Regions from separate parts of the Mus musculus genome. Here region 2 is linked to region 1. A link is a contact called in public Hi-C data. All regions are on one chromosome and are shown on one strand. The core of a region is the stretch at or near the end of the contact, and the rest is flanking DNA. Distances in the headings are between cores, read along the strand shown. Region 1 holds the start of Htatsf1 (HIV TAT specific factor 1). Region 2 overlaps Arhgef6 (Rac/Cdc42 guanine nucleotide exchange factor (GEF) 6).

Region 1 (6,066 bases), core at 1,624-4,123:
TTACCAATGAGAAACCTGAAACCTCTACGTGAATACAAAGCTGACTTGTATAAAGGAGTACAAAAACTTCCTATCTATAAATGTGAAGACTGTATTTTATACACTAAAAAATATCAGTTATGCTATGCTTACACTTCACTAAATCTGAAGGAACAAACTGCTATAAATTATCTAAGGCAGGCATAAGAACAGCATGTAACATTGCATAACTTTTCTTCATTCCATACTAAGTAAATTCCTAGCTAACAAAAGCAGGTGAACAAAACCCACCAAAACTAAAACTCACTTAGCACAAAGTCTCAACACTAAATGTTTCCAACATGAAAACGGCATTGCAACAGTATAAATACCTGACACGTATACATTTGTATTTCTGTCTTCTTCAACATGGAACCATCCTAAAAAAATCAAAGGGAAATAAATAAAACATTCGAAAGAAACAAGAATTACATTATGAAATCTTGGCAATGGCAGTTTCTTCAAAGTTTTAGAATGTTCTCTTTATTTCAGAAGACGACGACTAATTCAAATCACTACAGAGCGTGCAAAATACATAAACCTTTCGACTGTGAATGACCTTTATCGCTCTGAAAAAGAAAAAGGGCTACCTCTGTTCTTCATGACTTTACGCCTATTTGAAAGTGAAAACTCGTCACATCATCGCTCTTTCAACGCTATTATAATTCTGCAAAATGTAAAACGGATTTACAAATTTTTCCTATCTCACTTCTAAAGGCAGGTTTGGCAAGGACAGGACCACTTGCCAGATTCAGCCTTTCTCTTTTCCCCCTTCCTTTTGGAGTCAGGGGTCTCCGGGACTTCTTTTTGTGGAGGTTCTTCTACAGCCTTAGTGTTGGCGTCCTGGACGTTCGCAGTAGAGCTGGATGCACCATCACTAGAAAAGCCGTAGTTAGCCTGATACGTAGCAATGAAATCTTCGGTGATCTAAATAGAGAAGTCAAAACACATGCAGACAAGGTTAATTTACTTGTGGAAACTGTGGTATAAGGCTGTACATTCAGAAATATAACCTAAAACTTAAAACAAGTGTTTACACCACAAGCAGCTGTACTAATTCAAGTACAACCCAAGACCAGTCTCCTTATATGGACACCATGTAGTGTGATCAAAGTAGGACAAAGGTGCACAGACTGCCAAAACAACACGCATAGTTTTAAGTGATGCTATCACCCGTTCCTACATGTTTATAAATTACTACTTCTCTACAGTGTATATGACTAAAGTGGCCAATACATAAAACAAAAAAAGTATTGAATAAACGAGATGGTAAAACCCAAAGTCAACTAGTAATTTCATCACCGAATCCACTTTTGGGTACCCAGATACCAAATAATTGTTTGTCAGACTACTAAAAGCGCTCTTTAAAGAAATCACATGTACAGTCAAGTGGGCATTGCCAGTCCAGAAGTTCAATTGTAAATTTTTACAGTTTGGGATGCTTAAAATATGCACAAATAAATAGCTGAAATTTTTCAACCAACAATCAATCCCCCTGCACAATGGAAAAAGTTTTGTGTGATTGCCTCTCCGGTCGCTTGTCGCGCTGTTAGTTCCCTTTGATGCCAAAGTTCCTATGAGGCTAAGACTAACAGAGTACAGTTACCATACAGTTTACAAGACCAGGTTCAACACCACTTGTGCTATTTCCATGTTGAAATTAAACACTTAGCAATTCCCAAGTACAAATGTATAGATCTCTTTCATTCATTTCCTGTGCATTCCTAGTCATATTCCTGTGGTTATAGGGTCCGAACTCAGATGCCCTGGAACAAAATTTAATAGATAAAACAAGAATCAAGAAAAGTTTCTTCAGTAGAGGTGAATGACACCTCTTCCACCCTGTAAATCAACAAGCTGCATTCTACACAAACATGTACAGGAAGCGTAAATTAAGTTTGGCTATACAGGATAAAAGTCTTACTAATGTGATTTCCTTGGTGTTCTTCCTCTGTGCAGTAAAAATATCAAGATAAAAACGAATTGTGACCTTCACATACATACACAAATTAATAAGGCACAAAAAAATCACTTAAGGCACCACCCTAAGATTTACTTTCCTTTATACATCGGGAATGCAATAGACTGAACCAATAGACTAGCCACCAACCACCGGTTCAGAGACCTAGTACTTCAGTGGAGCAAACAGAAGAGGAATGTCCCGCAAGGGCTGCCAGTGAACCCTATGGCCCCGCTCCGCAGTGGGACTCCGATACTCTTTCTTACCTTAGGGAACCAAGCCTTCTTATCAAGGTCCCACTCGTAAGGAGTGTCATCTGGTGGTTGTCCCAAAGAATGGGCTTCTCCAGAGGGCTCATTCTGGGTGTCACCTTCCTTGGGGTCTCCTCCATACAATTCTTGCATTCGCAATTGCTCATCAAACTCATCGTTCCCGCTCAAGTTGTTGCCACTCATGGTTCTCACGTAGTCCCGGACACCGCGGTCAGAGAAGTGAAGAGGCCGAGAGGGCGCTGGACAAGAGCAGAGAAAGAGAGGTCTGCAGAGCTTGGACTGTGCACTGCAACTCCCGGGCCGCCTCCCGCAGCGCCCCAGCAGACCCTGGGAAGTCTGCGAGGCACCGCCCAGACTCCGCCCTCCCGCCCGCCCCCCTCGTGCACGCCTGCGCCAACAAATGGTCAGCGCTGTCGCTGCCACCCACCTGGCGGGCTCCGCAGGGCCTCGCCGCCGCCGCTGCTGGGGCCAGGGCGAGGCGGAAGCGCGCAGGCGCGCTGTCACCGCTGCGGCCGGTTCCGGAGGCGCCACAGCTTCCTCCCCGCCACGTCAGGCAACGAGTTGAGAGCGAAGTCCCCCTCAGGCTGATGCAGTCGCCATTGTCCGCGCGGGTGGCAACGTAGCGGGTCGCGCCGACCCGCCCACGGGACGTCAAAGGTCCGCGACGCTTGCGCGGCCAGGGGGCGGGGCCTCGGAGCCCGGCTGCCGCCGCGTGTCTGTACTTATTGGGAACTGGCCTTTAGGGACGCAGCCTGCCGAAATGCATGGCACCTCGTTAACCTCGGGCTCCTCTGCGCTCCGGACGAGTTTGGCCGAAGCGATAGCCTGAAAAAGGACTCTTCCAGTAGAGCTGGCGCGGAATGGGCTTTGCGGCAGGCGCCATCTTGGGGAGGTGGGTGGGACCGTGGGACAAGTTTCTCCCGCTTCGCGAAACCTTGGCGCCTCCTTCGCGCAAATCCCCGCCCCTGCACTGGAGCCGAGGATTGTCTTATTTTTCGAATGCTTGTCCTTAGTGTACACGCGGGTTTTGTTCATCTTAGTAACCCAAACACATAACATGCTGTTTGGAGGTCTAGTGAAGCATGAGTTAACAAGCAGTGGGCAGAAGGCCCCATCACTTCCTAATCTCACCCCCCTTTTAGGCATCTGGTACCACCCTCTGGCTGCTGTAGGTGAGAGGAGCTTTTGCCTGCAGCTTACTGCAACGTGTCCGAGGTGTTCCAGACTGGAATTTGAAGCTTGAGTGTAAACATAACCCTATGGCCTCATTTCCTTGTGTCTTAGTAAGACAGCCAACAGTCTTCCAAGAAAAGCTGAGCTTTTTCCTTAGATGTTTCATGCACCTAGAAAAGGGAAGGGGTCCATATTTTTAGGACAGACAAGTATTTACTGAACTCCTATTAAGTGCCAGGCTTTGAGGGAGATTCTGAGGCAGCAGCTAAGACATGCACAAATCAAGGGCGGTTCAGTTATAGTTGGCGAACAATATGACAGGAGCACCAGATGCGGGAGAGCAGCAATTATTTTGTTTTAAGCATTTTTTAAATATTTTTATTAGGTATTTTCCTCATTTACATTTCCAATGCTATCCCAAAAGTCCCCCATACCCCTCCCCACTCCCCTACCCACCCACTCCCACTTTTTGGCCCTGGCATTCCCCTGTACTGGGGCATATAAAGTTTGTAAGTCCAAATGGCCTCTCTTTCCAGTGATGACTGACTAGGCCATCTTTTGATACATATGCAGCTAGAGACAAGAGCTCCAGGGTACTGGTTAGTTCATATTGTTGTTCCACCTATAGGGTTGCAGATCCCTTTAGCTCCTTGGGTATTTTCTCTAGCTCCTCCATTGGGGGCCCTGTGATCCATCCAATAGCTGACTGTGAGCATCCACTTATGTGTTTGCTAGGCCCTGGCAAAGTCTCACAAGAGACAGCTATATCAGGGTCCTTTCAGCAAAATCTTGCTAGTGTATGCAATGGTGTCAGCGTTTGGAAGCTGATTATGGGATGGATCCCCGGATATGGCAGTCTCTAGATGGTCCGTCCTTTCATCACAGCTCCAAACTTTGTCTCTGTAACTCCTTCCATGGGTGTTTTGTTCCCAATTCTAAGAAGGGGCAAAGTGTCCACACTTTGGTCTTTGTTCTTCTTGAATTTCATGCGTTTAGCAAATTGTATCTTATATCTTGGGTATCCTAAGTTTCTGGGCTAATATCCACTTATCAGTGAGTACATATTGTGTGAGTTCCTTTGTGATTGGGTTACCTCACTCAGGATGATGCCCTCCAGGTCCATCCATTTGCCTAGGGATTTCATAAATTCATTCTTTTTAATAGCTGAGTAGTACTCCATTGTGTAAATGTACCACATTTTCTGTATCCATTCCTCTGTTGAGGGGCATCTGGGTTCTTTCCAGCTTCTGGCTATTATAAATAAGGCTGCTATGAACATAGTGCATCTTTTTACACTCAAAAAGTAGACAATTCTAAACAGCTTTTTTTTTGATGGATTACATTCATCAACAAGGCTCATTGCAATAATGTTAACTATTCAAGTAAAATTTTTAATCATTAAAAGTAAAAAGTGGGAGTGGGTGGGTAGGGGAGTGGGGGGGAGGGTATGGGGGACTTTTGGGATATCATTGGAAATGTAAATGAGGAAAATACCTGATAATAAAAAAGACACTAAAAAAAAAAGAAAAAAAGTAGCAATAAATACTATATGTGTAAACATCAGTACTATGACCCAGACTTGACCATAGGGAAAAGCTTGTCAGAAATTACTCCGATTCCAGTCACCTTTGTTTGTAAATACAGTGGTTCCAGGTGGGTTCTAGAATATTTTGGCTCCTCACAGACCTCTGAATCTGATTTCAACCTTAGTGATATTATTAAAGCAGTAGTTGTTTCCAAATATACTTATTTTTACGAGGTTCTTGTTTTTAGTAGAAGAATTGGAGAACTGAACTTGTATATATGCTGTGGATTTTGTTAGATGCATTTAAACACTGCTAAGTAGTTCTTGCTTTGATCTAAAAACTGTATATAGATCTTTTCACTAATTTGTTATTAGGCTTCCATTTCATTCTGGAGTATGTTTACAATAGAAGAGATAGTGCGCTGCATGATTGTTATTGCACATAGCACACACTCTTAATGTTGGAGATACCCTAACCTCCCCACCACACACACACACACAAGGAAATGGGGAAAAATATTTTTTTTTGGTTTGTTTTTTTGAGACAGGGTTTCTCTGTGTAGCCCTGGCTGTCCTGGAACTCACTCTGTAGACCAGGCTGGCCTCGAACTCAGAAATCCACCTGCCTCTGCCTCCTGAATGCTGGGATTAAAGGCGTGTGCCACCATGCCCAGCTGGGAAAAAATCTTCTGTCAAGGTTGCAAGTCACCCAGTTGCTTTTGTCCAAAAGCTTCCTGGAAGCCTATAGAGAATCTGGCTCAAGGTAGCATTGCAGTTTGCACTAGATACTTGCCTGAGCCAGTATACATTTGTTCCATAAAGTTTGAGTACAAACAGATATAGACTCGGTGTCAGAGTAGAATGAAAACGGGTGCCTATAGAAGATAAAAGGCCTGAGAAGGGCCTTCTCTGCAGAAGTTCCTCTGCCTTACTTATAAACACTTTATGGAAGGTCACACACACACACACACACACACACACACACACATCCTCATGATGTTTGGGAGTTTTCTTGTCCTTATATCTTGTAATCTATAAACCTAGTTGGGAAGGCGTTTCTTCTGACAAAAAAAAAAAAATTGATGTATCTTTAACCTAAGATAATATGAACTTCAGAA
Region 2 (6,066 bases), core at 1,305-3,804, 210 kb before region 1:
CCTCCACTTTATATGCAAGGTCTAGAGGAAGGGGCGTGCCCTACTCTCCAGCCTTACTTGCTTGGGATTCAGTTCCTTTTACTTAGAATTGAAGAGGACGGGATATGTTGGTGGCATGCCCATTTTGGTGAAATGCATCTGTGGACCCTTCTCTAAGGGATTTGGTGATCTTTTCATGGAGTATGCTATCTGTGAAACTGTAGCTGTGAAGAAAAGAGAAAAGGGTACAGTAGATTGGCACCCTTTATCTTTTCACATCTTCAAGAGCAAATATTTCTCTGCTATATCCTATCAGAGTAATTTCTAGAGACTGTATTATGTGCATTTGTTATGCATAGCTCACTGAAGAAAATAGAACTCATCACCACTTTCTTGGTTTTCCTGCTTGGTTTGTTTGTGTGTTGGAGAAAGTGGGGAGGAGAGGGGAAATCACCCGTGTAGCGCAGAGGCCAGACAAGGGTGTTGGATCGCCCAGAGCTCAGCTACAGGCATTTAGTGGACATGCAGCTAGTTACCTGAGTGCTGGGATCTGAACTGCAGAACTCATGATTTGTAGCAAGCAGTCTTAACTACTGAGTCATCTCTTTAGCCCCACAACGTGTTTATTTATCTTTCACCGCTTTATTTTATTTATTTGTTTTTTTATTCACTTTATATCCCAATTGTTGTCCCCCTCCAGGTCTCCCCTCCCATAGTCTATGGCCACCCCTTCCCCTTCTCCTCTGAGAGAGTGGAGCTCCCCCTGGAGATCGCCTCACCTTGGCACATCAAATCTCTGCAGGGCTAGGCACTTCTCCCACCGAGGCCAGAAAAGACGGCCCAGTTAGGAAAATGGATTCCACAGACAGGCAACAGCTTTAGGGACAGCCCCTGCTTCAGTTGTTTGGAACTCACCTGAAGACCAAGCTGCACACCTGCTGCATATGTGTGGGGAGGTCTAGGTTCAGCCCTGTATGTTCTTTGGTTGGTGGTTCAGACTCTGAGAGCCCTAAGAGTTCAGGTTAGTTGATTCTGTTGGTCTTTCTGTGGAGTTCCTATCCCCTTAGAGGCTGCAATCCTTTCTCCGATACTTCCATAAGAGTCCCCAAGCCCCATCCACAGTTTGGCTGTGGGTGTCTGCATCTGTTTGAGTCAGATGCTGAGTAGAGCCTCTCAGAGGACAGCCATTCTAGACTCCTATCTATAAGCATGACGGAGTATCATTAATAGTGTCAGGGATTGGTGCTTGTCCATGGGATAGTTCTCAAGTTGGGCTGGTTATTGGTTGGCCATTCCCTCAATCTCTGCTCCATCTCTCATCCTTGCATTTCTCATAGACAGGATAAATTTGGAGTCAAAAGTTTTGTGAGTAGGTGTCCCCATTACTCCACTGGGATTCCTGCCTGGCTACAGGAGGTGGCCTCTTCAGGTTTCACATCCCTACTTCTGTGAGTCTCAGTTAAGGTCACCCCCACTGATTCTTGGGAGCCTCCCATATCTCAGGTCTCTGATACAACCTCAAGATGTCCCCACCCCCAACCTTAGCTGCAGATTTCCATTACTTCTCATGGCTATCTCTCCTGTCTCTCCCCACATCTGATCCTGAAGCCCTCCTACTCCCCTCTCATCCCCTCTCCCTCTCAGTTCCCTCCCTCCATCTGCCTCCTATAACTTTTTTTACTCCCCCTTCTAAGTGAGATTCAAAATCCTCATTTAGGCCTTTCTTCTCATTTAACTTCTTAGGGCCTGTGGGGTGTATCGTGGGTATTCTGCACTTTCTGGCTAATTATCAGTGAGTACATACCATGCATGTCCTTTTGGGACTGGGTTACCTCACTCAGGATGATATTCCTAAGTCCCATACATTTGCCTGCAAAATTCATGATACCTTTGTTTTTAACAAAGGGATGAACTATAGAACTCAGAATTTAATTTCATAGCAAACAATCTTAACTACTGAGCCATCTCTTTAACCCCCTAATTTATTTTTTATGCTTGTATATGTGCACTTTACCTGATCTGATCCTAGTTTTTTAAATCACTTTTATACTGTGTCAGTTAGAAGCTGTGTTACATGGTAGGATTCAAATAACTTCTAAATATCAGTTGCCTTCCTTGAACATTAATTAGTGGTGATTTTGTGAGCACTTTATAATACATCTTAAAATGATAGAAGACTCACTGGAATCTCCCAAGAAGTAAATTTCTGACCTATTTCCATGGATGAGATGACATTAAACTGAAATGCTGGAAGGTCTCTCTCAGTTGGGCTTTGAGTGTATCTTCTATTTTGCATGGATCTCTGGCTCACTGAGGACAGATGAAATACAAAACCCAGTTGAACGAAGCTCACAGAAACTCCAGATTGAGGTTGTGTTTTGATGAAGGCTTCTACTGAAATAGGGGACATCAGTGGATTTCTCTCTGCCTTCTCAAGTTGTCCTGCCCAGGTGAACTTCTGCCTTTGGGTCTGTAGGTGGCAATATCAAACCAGAAATGCTCACATGCACCTGTTGGCCATGAAAACAGATTCAACCTTCAAATCAGATGCCCTGCGTAAGATGCCTTATGTTAAATGTGGTGAAGTCTTGCCTGAATTTGCATATGTAATCAGGCACCAGCTTTGCTGGGTCCCCATATTTACATATATTTGAATGGCTGCTACTGTCTTCTGTGATCCACTGGGTGAGGTCTTCTGGGATTTCCCCTTCCTCTCCCCTGCTGACTTGTTAAGGTACCTTTCTGGCTCTTCTTGGGAATAACTGCTCCCTTACAGAAATACCCACTTCTTCCCCGAGCTTTTGTATAGCACCCATCCACCCTTTCCACGAGGGAGAGGGTTGAAAAGAGAGACAAGAGAAGAGAAGAGAGTGTGCACCAACAGTTGTGAACATCATTTCCCTTGCCATTGCAGTGGCTATCACAGATACCCTGTATACTTTTCTTCTTCTCAAGTCCTCATCCTCTGTTTACTATGCTTGCTAGTCATGATGACTTTGAGAAAACCTCCAAAGAACTAGCCATTTGCTCTGTGAACAAGGAACACAGGTGACAATTCTAAGCCTTAATCGTGTTTTGTTTCTGTCTTTGAGGAGTCATGGAATGCACTGAGACTGGCTAGTCCCATTTAAAAAAAAAGTGGTGGGGACAAAAAGCAGACAAATCACATGTGGTGGGTGTAGGTATGCCTATAATCCCAGCATTTGATAGTTAAAAGCAGGAGAATCAGGAACTGAAAGCTAGCACATACTATATACTATTGATTTAGAAGGCTATCAAAGGCTGTTTACAAATAAACAGAAAGCAGATAATCTAACATTGGAGAATAAAAAAAAAGAAAGAAAGAAAAGAAAAGTGTCTTTTCCACTGGCTAGAACTCAAAGCTTCCCATTCCTCATGCCAGGACACCACAATTCCAAAGAGAGGCTGTTAGGGAGGGAGGAAGGTGGGGAGGAGGAGTCATTGACCCTCTGCTAGGTTAGGGCTGTATTCATTCTCCTTAAAAGTCTGCACGAAGATTCCTCAGAAAAAGTTTTTGACATACCAATTTAGTGCCTCTCTCTCTCTCTCTCTCTCTCTCTCTCTCTCTCTCTCTCTCTCTCTCTCTCTCTCTCTCTGCTGTGTGTGTGTGCCTGTGTGTGTGTGCCTGTGTGTGTGTGTGTGTTGCATTACAATAACACAAGTGTAGAGGTCAAGGAATTAGTTTTTCCTTCCAGTGTGGGTCTTAGGGATGAAACTCAGATCACTTGTAAAGACTCCCACTCCAAGCACTTTTACCGACTGAGCCACCTCAGTGGCCCCAGGAACATTGTTATAGAGACTAATTAAGCACTCTAGTGTTATTATGACATAGCATGTTTTTCTCCACTCTTCCAGCCCAACCCAGAATATAACACAGCCCCATCAACCATATTTTCTATGAAGCAAATGTATATTGAATTTGAAATGGCATTCATAAATTCATTGAAAAGTGTTTCTTATGAATAATATTAGGCTTCAAAAGCAAGGCTTGAGCCTGTTGTGGTAATACACATTTGTAAGCCCATCTGAGGCAATAAGATCAGGAGTTCAAAGCCATCCTTTGCTATATAGCAAAGGTCAGCCTAAGCTACATGAGACCTTCCTCAAGTAGCTAAAAAGTGAAGTGAGGACTAGAGAGATGGTTCAGCAGTTAAGAACAATGACGACTCTTGCAGAGGATCTGGGTTCAATTCTCAGCACCCACATATTGGCCCCCAACCATGGGAATCTCCAGTTCCAGGGGATTCAGCACATACATACCCAAACAATACATGCAGGCAACACACCCACGCACATTATGAAATAAAATAAGATCTTCTTTAAAGCTATTTAAAAGTAAAAACCACTTCAAACTATATTGGTTTTTTGCTATAATGATTATACATTTGTATATTTTTATTTACACATAATATTACTTTCCATATTAAGTTTATTTAGCTAAATAAAGTATGTCTCCTGGAATCAATTTATCAGTCCAGATAGTATCTCTATACCACGATTGGGTTCATTTCACCAGTAACAGTTTCTTTTGTTCCCAATAATCTGTTGTTATCCAAGACAGGTGTCTCATGTTATTTTTTTTAAAGTTAAATAGCTTTATGATGTTTACCAAGCCTAAGAATTAGCCTGCTTCTTGGGAAGCAATAGCACAGTGTCCATGAGCCCATGCTATCAATTGCTGCAACTCTCACAGCAATTAGAGCAGGCTCTGGAAGATTGACAGTCCTTGAGTCATAGAAAGGAAACACAAAGCAAATTTACCAAACTGAAAGGAAACGAGCACAGCTATTTTCTTTAGATTGCATGGCTGCTCAAATGCACTTTCTTACTAATATTTTATAAGTGATGACTTTTAATGCCTCTTTATCTCTTGGTTGGAAATTAAACATCAGACGATTATCCATTAAGCTGCAAATCATGGGTACTAGGCGATTTCAAAGATAAGATTCTAGCCAGGCTTGTGTCTTGAAAAGGTAATGATAATGCATCTGTTGGCTAAAGTTGACATAAAAAAATCCCTCAGGGTGGTGATGTTGACAGTCCCAAGGTTGGCATCAGACCTACCATATAGCCACCACCAGCTATTTGCTTTCCTAGACCTCAGGTTTCTCAATTATAAAATGGAGAAAACACCTATACCAAAATGCTTAGCATAAAATGGCAACCTTACAAATTCCATTAGCTTAATCCAAACAGTTTAATTAGAAAGTAAGTTTTATCTGTTCTTTAAAGGATTCCTTTTACTTTTTATCCATGTATATTATGTTTCTGGGGGGTGGTATGTGTACATGTGAGTGAAAGTGCCCATAGGATCCAGAAGAGGGTGTCAGATCCCCTGGAACTGGAGTTAGAGGCAGTTGTTAGCTGGTCCCTTACAAGAGCAAAGGTATATGCTTTGACCACCAAGTCTTTCTCCAGCTCCTGGTTTTCTGTCTTATGCATGTATTACTTGAGGTTCAGGCACTTACCCTCAGCTGCTTCTAGAACATGGCTGTGAAAGTGGACGATTTGATGAACAGTGATGATTTGATGCGACTGTTCACTTGTGATACAGCATTCCCTAAGGCAGTCATCGTCAGCCCTTTCCCCCTTGACATGCATACGGTACTACATAGTCAGAGCTGCTGTGTGGTTGCTGAAACTGCATCCTTGACCAAGCCCAGAAACCTGAGGAGAGAGTGTTCATTTAAAATAGGGATCACTTGCAAGTTTCTCCATTTTCAACTCTATTTATACTCTATTGCTGATAGTAGGGTTTCTTTGAACTCATTTCACAAGCTGTGGTAATTCCACAGTTGGGGTTCACAATATAAAGTATTTTTAATTAAAACATGGCCACTCTTTAGTAGAAAACTCTTGCATGGGGTGAGTTTGAATGTTAGTGAGTCCAGTAGGGATCTCAAAAGTTAAGACGACCTTAGAAGTTCTTGATGGGAAAGTTATGGTACTAAAGCACTATTGCAGGATGGTGGACAGGGAAAGACAGTAAGCTAGGAAACAGTTAGCTTACAGCAGTCTGCTAGATGGGAGCTGATGACAGCTTAGACTTGTATGATGGAGGGGGGT

The links. Hi-C and Micro-C count contacts between places; a contact is called where the count stands out from the background.
Region 2: a Hi-C map of CD4 T cells shows a contact between it and region 1, with 2.1 times the contacts expected there. The contact joins the enhancer-like site here to the promoter of Htatsf1 in region 1. A contact is called at or near these places in 5 of 39 promoter capture datasets (the C10 cell line, embryonic stem cells, hippocampal neurons and 2 more), 3 of 484 Hi-C or Micro-C datasets (CD4 T cells, cerebral cortex and cortical neurons) and 2 of 115 datasets of contacts at active chromatin or transcription factors (effector CD8 T cells and memory CD8 T cells).

Annotation. Positions count from the first base shown.
Region 1 is chrX:57,050,377-57,056,442 of GRCm38.p6, reverse strand. Htatsf1 (HIV TAT specific factor 1) reads right to left here and starts at 2,873. Exons shown (of 10, transcript NM_028242.2): 1 at 2,678-2,873; 2 at 2,245-2,489; 3 at 765-945; 4 at 351-398. The coding sequence starts at 2,433.
Region 2 is chrX:57,257,384-57,263,449 of GRCm38.p6, reverse strand. All of the region lies in intron 9 of Arhgef6 (Rac/Cdc42 guanine nucleotide exchange factor (GEF) 6), which reads left to right. Among named protein-coding and RNA genes, the nearest start is that of Cd40lg, 48 kb to the right of the region's middle. Within about 2 kb of position 2,554, at least 10 of the 459 cell types and tissues checked have an H3K27ac peak or open chromatin away from gene starts, as enhancers often do.